Linked DNA regions of Mus musculus: region 1 is linked to region 2. The links are chromatin contacts, called in public Hi-C maps. All regions are on one chromosome and are shown on one strand. Each heading gives the region's core, a stretch centred on a gene start, on an enhancer-like site or on the middle of the called end of the contact. The rest is flanking DNA. Distances are from core to core; before and after follow the strand shown.

Region 1 (6,784 bases), core at 121-2,620, 500 kb after region 2:
GTAGGAACAGCCAGAGCCTTCTGCTTGGCTTTGATATCTGACCGTGGGGAGAAAGCAGGATTCTGGGGATACCCACTTCCTCTTAAAATGAAGAGAAACCCTGGGTAATGTGCAAAGTATTTAGAAGAGAAGTTCAAAAATTTCGTGAAAGGCTGGGGTGATGACGTAGTTGGTGAAGTAACCCTGTGTAAACATAAAGACCTGAGAATGGTCCCAGAATCCATGTAAAAGCAGGGATCTGGCAATCAATAACATGCCACAGACAGAGGGGCGTAAACTTACAGTTCTTGGGGAGGTAAAATTTCTAGGGCTCACTGGTCAATCAGCTTTCTCCACCCAAGAATCTCCAGGCCAATGAGAGACCCTGCCTCAAAAATAAAAGGTAGACAGTATGGAGAAATTGATCCAAGACCTTTACATGTAAGTGAATACATATTCACAACTTCATGAATGTACATGTGTACATGCACACATTTGTACACACATGTAAAACATGAATGTGGAGGGAGGGAGGGAGGGAGGGGAGAGAGAGAGAGAGAGAGAGAGAGAGAGAGAGAGAGAGAGAGAGAGAGAAAGGGAGGATATGGAATGGACAGATGCTTCTAGGCACTTAGAAAGAGGTTACATGGTACCCAAGAAGCACCCAGATCCTGAGGCCCAAAGGTGAGGCCAGGACTAAATGTTTGTGTTTAGAGAGAATGAATTCTAGCATCTTTAGAAGGTACAGAAAACTGGACCTTGTAGCTTTACTCTTAGTCCATGTATTCAAAGATCCTTTGCCTCCACAAAAATATGGTTCTGTTATCATAAGTAGAGTTGCTGGAAGCCATGATCATGTATGATCTCACAGCTTCTGTAGGATGTACATCCTGGCATGGCTTAGCTGGGCCTTTTCTAAGGCTCCCTTCAAGATACCAAGTGGGTGTGGATTTCTTCCCAAGATCACTCCTATCAGTAAGATTAGTTCTTCATCCGCTGCAAACCATTGGCAGACATTAACCAAGGCTTCCCTCTGTCCCTCGTCACTGGGCTTCAACACAGAGATTCTTGTAGCAGAATAGCCAGTTTCCCTGATAGTGGGCAAACAAAAGGCAAGATCAAGCAAGATAGAAGAAGGCAGAGCCTGAAGCCTCTTCTCAGACGTAGTACCCCATCATTGTCATTCAGCCCACATTCAAGAGTTACAATCACAGACAGGAAAGATGTGGGTCTGCCCACCATAGTGCTCTTGACAAAGGATGAGATTAAAAAACGAACACCCTGGATTTAGGTCCCGATACAAATAAGATCCAGACCTCAAAGAAGGGATGCTACCATCTGGCACTGTGTCTCTGAGGCTGAACTGGATACCTCAAAAAGGAAGTGGGAACCAGAGCTCCTGCACTGCTGACTGCGCTGAGCACTATGGCTGGCACTGCCAACTGAGCTGAGCGCTGTGGCTCAGGTTGATGGCTCAGGAAAGAGGACAGTCAGCAAGTGGAGTCTGTTCGTTCCTTCCTTCTTCCACTCTCACTCTGAGTACTTCGCTGGGAAAGCTAAAAGAGAGCTGGTGGCAAAGGGCTTACAGAACTGCATCCCTGGGGTCATAGAGCACACTGCAGGCATTGAAGTTGAAGCAGAGAGCCCATCCCTTAAAAATTAGCATGAAAGGCTGTAGGGACTTCTCCAGCTGGCCTGATGATATTGATCTCTGTCTGGGGATTAAGGTTAAAAGTAACTGTAAGGTCTTTCAATGAGAAGTCAAAGCAGAAATTTTGTATGCAGCTTAGGTGTAGAGTCTAAATTTGTACTATCAAAACAGAGCCAGGACCTCAAAATAGAACAAAACACAACCAACATCTCAAAGCAGTGAAAACCTGTGGTTACCAGTAGAGACAGCTGTGCAGCGCTTCCTGTCGACAGGGTGAACGGGCTCTCATGTCAGAAAGGAGAGATGGAGGGAGCATCCATGTCATAGCGTGGATTCAGCAGTCACTAAAAGAGGGAAAAGAGAGAATGGGACAAGGAGTATTATCGGGACCTTGAGGGACTGGGAAAACGTGATAGACATAACAAAGTCCGCCCACTAAAAATGATCAAAGACAAACAAATGTGAGCACCACGGAACACCAAGACAGGAACGAAGAGGCAGGCTTTCTTGATGAATGCGGTTTCCAGAAGAGAAAACAGGAAATGCTAGCATGCCCATGGACAGGTTAGGTGACAGATTAACCAGAACTGAAGAGAGGATCAACCAGTGGAGAACAAATATCCAGTGTGTAGCAGAGAGTGGGGGAAAGAACATACACAGAGAGAGGGAGTTTCTGCGGGATGTGGGCACATGTCTGCAAACCCAGCACCGAGGACAGCGAGGCGGGACTGGAAATGTGAAAACATCCTAGGATATGTACTGCGATCCTATCTCAAAAAGTAAAATAAATGTGTGTATGCATACATAGATAGCCTCCAACACACACACACACACACACACACACACACACACACTAGTCCCTGGCTTGTGCAAGTTCAACTTAGGATTTTTCAACCTTTTTATTTTTGATTGCCTCCAAAGCAGAATTTATCCAGTAGAAAATAAGTGTCCAATTTTGATGTTGCCCACAGCTAGCCATGTGTGATAAGATGCTATTTCTGGTATTGGACCCCATCAGCAGGCTTCCTTCCCATCAGCCGTGAAGACATGAAGAGAGACAGCCACTAGCTAGCTATGGTGTCCTGTGTGAGTGACTAAGGCAGGTGTTCTGTAGGAAGATTGAGCACACCTGCGACTTGTGATATTTTGTGGTGGCTGTACTGCAACATAACTCCATCCAAATCAAGGAGTGTCTGCGTACCTCCTGTTTCACCCCCCTCAAATAGCAGAGGCCAGTAAAGACTCGTGTGTAGTAGTCCCTGAGAAACACACACGCACACAGAGAGAGAGAGAGAGAGAGAGAGAGAGAGAGAGAGAGAGAGAGAGAGAGAGAGAGAGAGAGACCCATGAACTCAACCAGTGGCTGTGGTGCTTCTAAGTAAAATAACCATTATTTCTCTGATTCTCAATCTTGCAGCAGAATTTAGCATCACTTCTTCCCAGGTCCATCCTCCTACTCCTCAATCTATTTCCTGGGTTCCCCGGGGCTCCCCGCTCCCCGGACTCCGGACTCCGTGCTTCTCGCGCTTCTCGGGGGCTCCCCGGCTCCCTGGCCTGCAGTAGCCTCTTGACGATGAGTATTACTTACGCCTTCTCTCCAAACATCCAGAGTTCTGAGCATTAAACCCACGCAGTCCTGGCCTCAACTGCTGCTTGATGCTGGTGGTTTCTACCACCTTTGAATGGCACCAAGCTGAACACCAAGCCTTTAACACATGGGTTTTTGGGGACGTTTCACATGGGAGGGTTCGGTCAGCTCTGTAATCCTGCAGTTCCCGCATGGCATGGGAGCATTTGGGTATGTGGGGCCCACAGTCTAGAAGCATGTATACCAGAGGCAGCCAGCACAGCTCCTCACACCGGGAGCTCTTGGACGGGAGAGAACAGCAGCTTTTCCATCCCTGGATCTCAGCCTATGGTGAACTGGCCCATACCCCTGTGTATTCCCCCAGCTGCCAACAGCACTCCGAAGAGCGCAAAGCTATAAGCTGTGTGACCCAGGAGGACAGATTAGAGAACTCTAAACCAGATCCATTGTCTTTTGTTCAAAATTGCACGGATCTCTTTTTTGCTCTAGACATTAGCTCTTAAAAATGTACTTTTAACTTTAAAAAAAAATAATAAAGTCTGTCAAGTTTAACAGGAATTTTTGCACTCGTGTAAGGTCCAACTCTATTGCATTTAATATTTGCCAAATATGTGATACCTGCAAATGTGTTTTGATACCTACACTTCATTTTCACAGCGCTGTGAGTTAAACAGATCTTGCTGAGCTATTTTCATTTTTAGATGAAGAGACTCGGGCAAAGAGAGCTTAAACCCAGGGCTTCAGATCAGGTAACAAAACTGTGGTGATGTAAACCCCGCGCCCCCCCCCACACACACACACACACCTTGAAGTTCTCATTACGGACATGTCCGTCACACTACAAGGACAGCATTAGCTGAAGCACGGGTCTCCATCACACCACATCGATCAGAGCTCCACTCCTCCTGAGAATCTGGTGTTCAACAGACATGGGAGACAGGGAGCAGAAATCTCAAAAGCAATAGATTCTGTCTGAACTTGAAAAACTGATTGAGGGAGGGGTGAGAAAGACAGCAAAGCACCCAGTTTGCTTGAGCAAAATCAGAGAATTCTTAAAACTTCCAACTAGGCAAATATGCACAAGTCAATCAAATTTTAGACCAAGTCCCTGAGAACTTGGGTAGTTACAGAGAGAGCCACAGAAAGCCCCCAGGGTTTTACGAGGGATCCTGGGCGGATTATTTGAAAAATAGCAGTTAAAGCACACAGCTAAGGGGTCTGTAGAATCGAGGGTCCTCACAGCTTCCCAATCCCTTGCTTTCTAGCTCCTCCTATCCCCTGACATATCCCTGTACAGAGCCCAGGCAGGAGAGACCATCCGCGGCTCTTGTCTTGAGATATGGCCTGTGGGAAACACACATTGTAATGAAAAGAACTGTGCAAATCCGGAGCCCAGCCTGGACCCACATCTTCTGTGGAGCAGGCATCGGCCTCTAGAGGCCCAGTCTTCCCTGTAAATGATGGGATTGAACCAGCCGATCTTTAAGGTCACTTTTTCCTTTGAACTCCACTAAACCCGGGGCGATGAACAGAACAGAGATAAATCCCCGAGATTTACTCAGATCCCTGCGAGCTCTGGCTTTCCTTTTTCCGAGTCTTTGTGCAGGCAGCACCTTACGTTCCCCTCTCTAAAGCAGGCTATGATCCAACTGCAGCATCTGCACATGGACAGACAGCCTTCTGTCTCCTAGTGTGTTTATATTGCAGATTCTGGGGTCTACATTCAACTTGACGAAGCCAAGACTAAGAGTTGAAACGTGAGGTATGTGGTTAGGGGTGTGTGTAAGGGCACAAGAATTATTTTTTAGCTCTTTCTGAACCCTGGGGGTAACCTGGCTATGATCATTGAAGAAAATCTGAGGTTGGGCCAACGAAAATTGTGCTTTCTCTTACCTTCCTGGTTTTTCACTTCTTCAGAACCCATCTGTCCCCAGAGAAATACTGGAGAGGATAGAATCACACAGAGAGTCCCAGGTACCAGGACATGGGAAGAGTCCTCTTGCCCTTGGAGCATGGGTTTCTAATGTGCTTCATCATGGGTCCCCACACCTAAGAAACTGTCTCTACATTAAACAGGAGCTGGGCTGTAAAATACAGTGAATTTTGCCCTGTCGGTTGGAAATAAGCCCTAAATATAATCAATACAATAAATGAGTCTCCAGGATGTTAGTGTATCCCCATCAGAGTACCTGCCCTGTCCAATCCCAGCTTTTCTATATGTGTGTGTGTCTGTCTGTTCTTTCTTCTCTCATCAGTTTGTTGAGGTCAGTCTCTAAAACCATGTAGTTTACAGCAGTGAATATTTTTCCTGCCATTTTTTACTATTTAATTTCAGAATCTTATTCAAACACATCTATACCCTCCAAAAATACTCATATGAGTTGAGTCTGTGCAGTGAAGTTTCTTTTCCTGGAATCTCAGCTTGCTGAGCTCGCTGGGATTTTCTGTTCTGCCTTAGGCACCAGGCATTGCCCCCTCACGTGCCTGGGTCTCCTAAGTTCTGGTCCTGTACTATTTGTGTGCTTGCCTAGAGATGTTCTTATACAAGCTGCATTGGGGCTCTGTTCGCAGCTCGCTGAGGATAGACTTTAGCTAGGACATGGTCAAGAAGGAAGTGTGTGGCTCACAAGAAGGAAATGGCACCCCAAGGCTTTGAGAACACTACAAGGCTTTTGGGACATGGCTCACTCTGACTTTTGCTGGGCTTTTCCCCCTAACCTCGTTTAACTTATTTTTTTTAATTTTTCTCTTTAGTACAATAGCGGAAATTAACTGAGAAAGTGTGTAAATCAAAACCCAGGAGTAATTAAGAAGAGTGTAGAATTCAACCCCAGCTCTTGATTCTTATAGCTTCCGGAGAAACTGTTCCTTAAGTTATACATTTTACATCCAGTGATCAGCCGTAAACAATTTATCCACAATAATCAGAAGGGTGTCCTTGCAGTAGGGGACAAGTTCATAGCCCAGGTCAAGATGGAGTGATGGGGGGAGGGCGATCAAAAGTTGGAAATGAATATAGGAAGTGTGGGTGTTGTTTGTTTTTTGTTTATTTGTTAATTAATGAGACCACTCATGGTCACTGTCACTTTGAGAACAGAAGCAGTAAGGCTAGCCTATGGTGCCCAGGCTGTTAGCAACATAAATAAATGAATGCACCTCCCCCAAAATAAATGTGCCCAGGTTTTTTTCCCCCTTTTGCTAGAAATGGAATATTTAACATTTATACTCATGCCAGAAAGAAAAAGTAAAAGAGAGGCAGGGAAAAAATGAAAAAATAACCATGTATCAGAATGTTTTAAAATAAAGCAAAAATAGTGACTCCACATATTAATCAAGTGGAGTGGTACCACATGCCGCTTCCCAAATAAGTAGCTAATGATTTCTGCACTTTAGAGAACAGGAACAGAGGGGAGGCATCGCTTCAGACTCAGCAATTTAAATAAAACAGCAGTTGATAAAGTGTCAGCAGCCTCTCACTGTGCAGATGTACCCAGGAAGAAGCCAGAGTCATAGACACACGGCACTCTGGAGTTGAAGGCACACTGTGCTCTGGAGCTGTAGACACA
Region 2 (6,894 bases), core at 1,595-4,094:
ACAGTCAGAAGTATAGGCCTGGAAGAGAAGATTATAAAACCAGACAATACCCATTCCAGATTATTTCTTGACTTCATGTAGTCAGTGTATTGCAGACCTTTCAGGAGCACACAGCAAAAGGAATCTAAAGAAAAGCTTCAATAATTTGACTGAGGGGCGAGTTTGAGCAAGCCATTCCAGTTTCTGCTTACAGTGCAAACATCTTCAAAGGGATGCGCCAGCTGTGGTTTCTGTCTGCTGGTCCTCCTGGATGGCCTCTGAGCTCAAGGTACTGGGTTACTATAGAGGTGGAGTCAGTCCCGAGCTTCAAAGGATAGTTTCTGACTCCAGCCTCAGCTCTCTGTGCTTACACTGACAAAGTGGTGTTAGGTGAAAAACCTCCCTAAAGAGAAAGAAGTAGCCATGGCAAGAGTTAGTGTGAAAAAACAGAAGTCATTGTCCCTTCTCCTAGGATGAAGCACACATCCAAACATGCACCACATACATGTCTCACACACACACACTCATTCAAGTTCATCTGGCTAGACAAAAAAATCCCATAGTCTTTTTTATTTATTTCATGTTGGTATATTCTATTTGAGTTGCTATAACAAAATACCACAAATATCATGATTTTTTTTTAACCATGGAAATTTACATGTCACAATTCTGATAGCTACAAAACAAAACAAAACAAAACGAACAAACAAACAAACAAAAAACAGACAGACAGACAGACAGACCAAGGTGGTAGTAGATCCTGCGTGTAGTGAAGACTTTTCTGGTTAACTGAGGAATCCTTGTTGCTTTTTCCTCCTCATGGTGGAAGAGACTTGAGAGAATTTTCTAGGGCTTGTTTTACAGGGACCAAAAATCTCAATAGTGAGGGCTCTGTACCGTCCCTGTTAATACCTTGAATTGAGACTGAACCTGGGAACTAGTGAAAGACACAAACATAATACCACAGTTTTCAATGAACTTGGTGCTATCACATACTGACAAATAGGCCACTCCTGTTGACGATTCTTAGTAGCATTTACTCCCTTGTGGGACTTTCTGTCCTGGAGAAGCATCAATGGCCCCGTAGGACACTCCTCTCCAATGCTCAGTAGTGTCTTTCTCACAGAGACATCGAAAGGGGGCCATTTTAGCTGGACACTGGTGTCCTTTATGTATGCGATGAAGAAGTTGTTTTACCAAGGGTGATGGGCATTCAAATGACAATGGTGCATACTCCACCCCAAAATTAATTGAGCTTTAAAATACACATGCTCATAAACACATACTAGAATGCTTTTTTGAAATTAATAAAATCCAAAAGCTAAATCCTAGTGGAAACTGCATAGTTTACAGTATAATTCTTATCTTATCAAAGCCTTTTTATATACAAAACTCCATATGAGAAGAATTAGAATAAATAATAAAATATTAATACATAAAAAGGTTATACAATGTAAACATAGGAATAATGAATCTACAAAGCGTATATCTTCTTTGTAAATTTTGTTGTAAGCTAATGGGTCTTTTTCCTATAGAAGCCACAAAATCCTCTCTGCTAACAAATCCACTACAGAAAAATGATAGAGAAAGTGCATTACACCATGTTTATGAAACTCAGTGTCTAGTTCTTAAAGGAACTTTGTACAGCCTATGTATGCTATATCGAAAGTAATCGAACTGAAAGGCTTTTAAGTTACAGAATGCAAACCATCTCGAGTCATGTCTTTTAAAAATTGCAGCTCAGTGTGGTGGCGCAAGCCTTTTATTCCAGCCCTTGGGAGGCAGAGGCAGGCAGATGTCTGTGAGTTCAAGGCCAATCTGGTCTCCATAGTGAGATTCAGTCCAGCCAGGGCCTTCACGATACAACCTTGTGATTTATGGAAGCACCTGCCTGCTTATTTCCCCTTTTGTTGAGCTAACTCTTCTTTCCTCACTGAGAATTTCCTCTGTGGCCCTGGGCAAAAGCCACAGAACCCAAAAGAGAGACAGCTTTGTTCCAGTGGCGCTTTGAATAGCTAATGAAAGTTGCCTTGAAGCTTCAGCCTGCCTGTGCTGCTTAGATATGAAGATGTACCAGGCCTACCTTGTTCCGAACGTTCTCTATGAAAACTCTGGGGATTATGTATAACAATGAGGTCTGGAAACCTGACAGTGCAGATGCTCTGACCAAGAGATATCAAAAGGAGCTGCTGAGAAACAAAACGACACCTGTTGAGTTTTATCCTCCTTGTTGCTGAAGACAAGTTTGGGTGTCAATGTAAGACTGACCATTAAAAACTCTGGGAAGTGGACTAATTAATAAGATAGCAGCAAATCACAGATTGCTTTCATCAGTAGGTCATTAGGACAATAAGAAGAGAGGAGTGAGCCTAACTTGTGGTCCATTCCTGCTCACAACAAATTCTGAAGCCAAGTATAATAACTACAAGGCTCCTCCGAGGGAAAAATTAGATTTCATATGTTGAGCTTCTTTTGCTTGTAGATGTCCAAATGTTTTAGCTACACATTTTACATCTAATTATTTTGCCCTACATAGAAGTACAGTAACTCCACTTGCCCTGGCCTTGCCAGCAAATGTTTGAGGTGCTTGGGCAGAGTCCTTCTAAAGGTCCCTTTGCCAGGCTGAGTCTTAGGCTGTTGTGGAAGGACGGACGCTGCAGATTCAGGACATTCCTGAGCCAAGACTGCTACACCCTGGTCTCCGTAGCCCTCAAAGTTTTTTATCCTAGAACTGCAGAAGGACAGGACATGAGGGCGGGAGGGACAATGTGCCAGAAGGCTGCCTGCCATGTCCTAGGGTTTCCCGGCAAGACACATCACAGAGTAAAGGCATGTTTGAGGCAAAGCCCATACCCTCCCCCTATCCCCATCCAAGAGCATTGCTAGCTTTCTCTGAAAGCATCAGGGAAACTAACCCCCCTGCAAGGGCCTCTGTACATAGCCACTCAGGAATGGATGTGCCCGGGGCTCTTCTGACTCCCCGACTAAAGGAAATACCAAAGACTAAGCCCTGATTGTGTGCAGAAGACCCCACCTACATCTTGCCTTCACTCCACAGCAACCATTAAAGCCAGGTCACTTCTCAGAGGTATCCATATGCCATATTCTTCTATTCACTGGGTTGTCTTCTGAGGTCCTTGCCAGGGAAGGGCCTCCTACTGAAGCTTCTTTTTTTTTTTTTTTTTTTTTTTTGTCTCAGAGGTAAATGATACACATATTTTCCCTGGGTGGAGACGTGTGCTTACAAAGAAAGTGGAAGATCAAGGACCCTTTTGTTTGGCAGGCAGGGTGTGTGCACTGAGGCAGCACAGGAAACCTAAGCCCACATCACAATCAAGATAACCTCCACAAAAAACACTCCAGCCCATCCAATTATAAAAAGCCTGATTGATTTTTTTTTTTTAAAGTTTCTTTCTCTCTCTCTTTTTTTAACCCTTCTGGAAGTGACTCTTTTCCAGATAACCCTTAGCCCTAGCTTTTCCATACCCTGGAAGAAGAGACATTTCTTTTTCTTGTAATTAATCACTTTATTTGTTTACATTTCAAATGATATCCCCCTTTGGGGTTTACCCTCTGCAAACTCCCCGTGCCGTGCTCCCTCCCCTTTGCCTCTATGAGGGTGCTCCCCCACCCACCCACCCACTCCTGCCTCACTGCCCCAGCATTCCTCTACAATGGGACATCAAGCCTCCACAGGACCAAGGGCCTCCCCTCCCATTGATGCCAGATAAGGCCATCCTGTGCTACATATGTAGCTGGAGCCACAAATCTCCTGATGGGTACTCTTTGGTTGGTGGTTTAGTCCCTGGGAGTCTGGATGGTCAGGTTAGTTGATATTGTTCTTCTTATTGGGTTGCAGTCCTCTTCAGCTCCTTCAGTCCTTCCCTTAGCTCAGAAAGAACCATTTCTAGGAGTAGAAAAAGAAAACCATCTGTGGCCCCCTGGTGTATGGCCCTGTAGAGACACACAGCAGTTACAGGATCGGTCATTGTAGTCATCGGGGCACGAGCTGACGTGCTAGGCCGCTGGGCACCTGCATGGCCAGTATCCAGCTACACCTGAGTCTTTGTTGAGGCCACTCGTGTTTGCTCAAAAGGGCAGGGGAGATTATGGCATTGATGTGTCAGCCTCTAGTATTCAAGACTGGTGTCTTAATTGAACTCCTCTAGCAATCAGATAAGCCCAAAGCTCTTGTCTCCTCTACCACAGGAATAGCAGGAGCTTCCTCTGAGAGTCTGTTAAGATGCCCAACCTCAGGCCCTCAGAAACTGAGGACGAACCTGAATTTCAATCAGGACATTCTATGCATGGTATTCCATGAAACACATACCTGTTCGGGAGGAGAAAAATGGGCTTACAGGAGAGTGCCCTCACCGCTGTTTACCTGGAGCGTTTGCATCATCCAGGACCTTTTAGACAGTCCACTCCTCATTTCACAGTGGGAAGTGAAAACGTGCCCATCAGCCGCTCAAAGGGCCCATCTTAGGAGTGGAGGTCACACTGCTTGTGTTCTCCATCACTCCTGCTTTGCAAAAGCCTGCCAGCCACTGAAGGAATCAAACAAAAGAAGTCTGTTTTCCTAAAAGAAAGAAGAATGCTTGGGTTAAACAGCAGGTGTAAGATCAAAGGACCTTTGCTTGACAAGAGTTTAGATCACATAGACATAGTCATTGTGCTGTGGAGACCAGTGATTTTGGCCAATGATTCCAATGAATTTTGTTGTTGGTTGTTGTTGTTGTTGTTGTTGTTTTTAGTTTTACCAGAAAGTGTTTGAGTCACAGTTCGTGACAATATTCATTTGGGAAAGGGGCAGATGGAATGAAGTAATTATAGAACATTGTATTGGATATCTCATTGAGAAAGTGATTGGGGGTGGGGGACCTGGGTTGTGCACACCGCCACTTTGTATACCTCCAAGGCCCCATGAGTTTCCATGGCCTCCATGACAGCAGCAAGCTGTATGGCATAGAGAATATGAAAATCTAGTTTTTATGAGATAGAGGAAGGGAGAAAGTACCCTTTCTCTCCAAAACCCAAACTATCGAGGAGTAGTTTTGTATCATTACATTGAGATTATTAGGTTGCAATGCAGTTTTATCACTGGATGCATAAGAATGAATTCTCTCTCTCACCAACATTGATCTGAAGTATGGCTCTTAGTCTACAGTGCAACCTGTACCCACAGAGCTTTGCATTTCTAACACACGAGATCCATTGTCAAGTGAGTCCAAGGAGTCGCTATTCATTTGCAAATAAAATTTGTTCCGTGAATTTAACTCATAGGACATGAGGATTATGCTGGAATTCTTTAAATACTAAGATTAATGTTTGAATTAGCACAGGAGTAGGAGGTAAACCTTGGATTTCCCATTTGGATCCGATTCCAAATTCAAGAAAAGAACTGAGTTCAGAAGGAAGAGCAAGGAGGGGAATTTTTGTTTTTGGTTTGTTTGTTTTGAGACAGGGTTTCTCTGTGTAGCCCTGGCTGTCCTGGAACTCACTCTGTAGACCAGGCTGGCCTCGAACTCAGAAATCTGCCTGCCTCTGCCTCCCAAGTGTTGGGATTAAAGGCATGCGCCATCACTGCCCCGCTACAGAGGGGTTTTTAAATTGTATTTCTTGTAGCTTTCCCTAGTTGGAATGATACTTACTCAGGATCCTAGGCTGCAGAGAAAATCACAGCCAGCCTCCTGCCTCTACCTCTTTGGCGGTGGGGTTTCCAGCATGAGCCCCTACCCTCCTTGGGTGGAGTCACTTCCTGCCTATTCTCTAAGCACCAGCATAAAGCTCATGCCTAAACATTTTCTTTTGAGATCAGTTCTGGAGTTTCAGTCCAATGATTTTTTTTCCCTTCAGTTCCACAATTCAGTCTTTGTTTCCCTATCTACTTACATTGCTGTACACTTCTGAGATTCTGAGACTGACCAGTATTAGATATTAAATCTTTAACTGGTCCTATCCAGATATCACACCTTCCTCTGAGTTTAATCAAGAAGCATGTTTGTTGTTGTTGTTGTTGTTGTTGTTGTTGTTGTTGTTCCTCAAGCAAAGGAAAACACTGTAAGGTTTCCATTTCACAACAGTCATCAGAAACACTTGAATCACTTAGAGTGTTTCAAAATTAAATGTCCAGGTTTGTGTTAGGAAAAGTATTTAGCTGTCTTTATTTTAATCAACCTATAGGTATACAAGGGCTGGTGTCACGGTCTGGAGTTCGGTGGCCGGGAGTAGCTGCTGCTATCGATGGCAGCGCTTGCTGTCAATTGCAGAGCACTTTTGCCCACAGCCTCCTTATTCAGGCTGTTGTGTGTTCCTCTGTTACATACACTTGAGGAGATTACAGATGAGAGTGTTTAGTGCCTTGTATTCTTTCACTACAATGATTAGCGTCACGTCTGGGCCAGAATCCATGGCTAATTCCAGCTTCTAGCTCCAAAACTAACACAGTTGAAACGGGAATTTTTTTTTTTAAAGTATTGTTTCTGTTTGTGTCAAAATTTTCATCGCCGTGGCCAACATACTAAAGCCACGAGACACTGTCAGACTTCTAAATAATGATTATGCCTGTGAGTGCCAGCCGTGGTATAATGGGGTCAACACAGAAGTGTGGGATGCTTGAAGTCTTGGGCCGTCCGGCTTACCAACTCTCAAGGTTCTAGTGTTCCTAGCCTAGAACTGGACTTTATCCTCCCTACCTCCAATAACAGTCAAGTGATCTGAACCAACCATCAGCAACCATAAAAAGGTAGCTGGGAGCTCAGAGGTAGTTCTGGTAAGAGCTGCCATGCCCCAGTACTATGTCAGCCTTATAGACCTCTTCTGGGGCTTCACCTCTGGGAGCTATGGCCTGTTTACAGCACACATGGAAGACACACTGTAGTTATTCTACATCACTAATCCTGTGTGACATGCTCA

Evidence for each region. Hi-C and Micro-C count contacts between places; a contact is called where the count stands out from the background.
Region 1: a Hi-C map of CD4 T cells shows a contact between it and region 2, with 1.8 times the contacts expected there. The contact joins two enhancer-like sites. A contact is called at or near these places in 1 of 484 Hi-C or Micro-C datasets (CD4 T cells) and 1 of 115 datasets of contacts at active chromatin or transcription factors (embryonic stem cells).

What each region holds. Positions count from the first base shown.
Region 1 is chr15:31,164,976-31,171,759 of GRCm38.p6, forward strand. No RefSeq gene overlaps it. Among named protein-coding and RNA genes, the nearest start is that of Gm26416, 26 kb to the right of the region's middle. Within about 2 kb of position 1,371, at least 38 of the 459 cell types and tissues checked have an H3K27ac peak or open chromatin away from gene starts, as enhancers often do.
Region 2 is chr15:30,659,012-30,665,905 of GRCm38.p6, forward strand. The region is part of intron 7 of Ctnnd2 (catenin (cadherin associated protein), delta 2); the gene reads left to right. Among named protein-coding and RNA genes, the nearest start is that of Gm31841, 20 kb to the right of the region's middle. Within about 2 kb of position 2,845, at least 35 of the 459 cell types and tissues checked have an H3K27ac peak or open chromatin away from gene starts, as enhancers often do.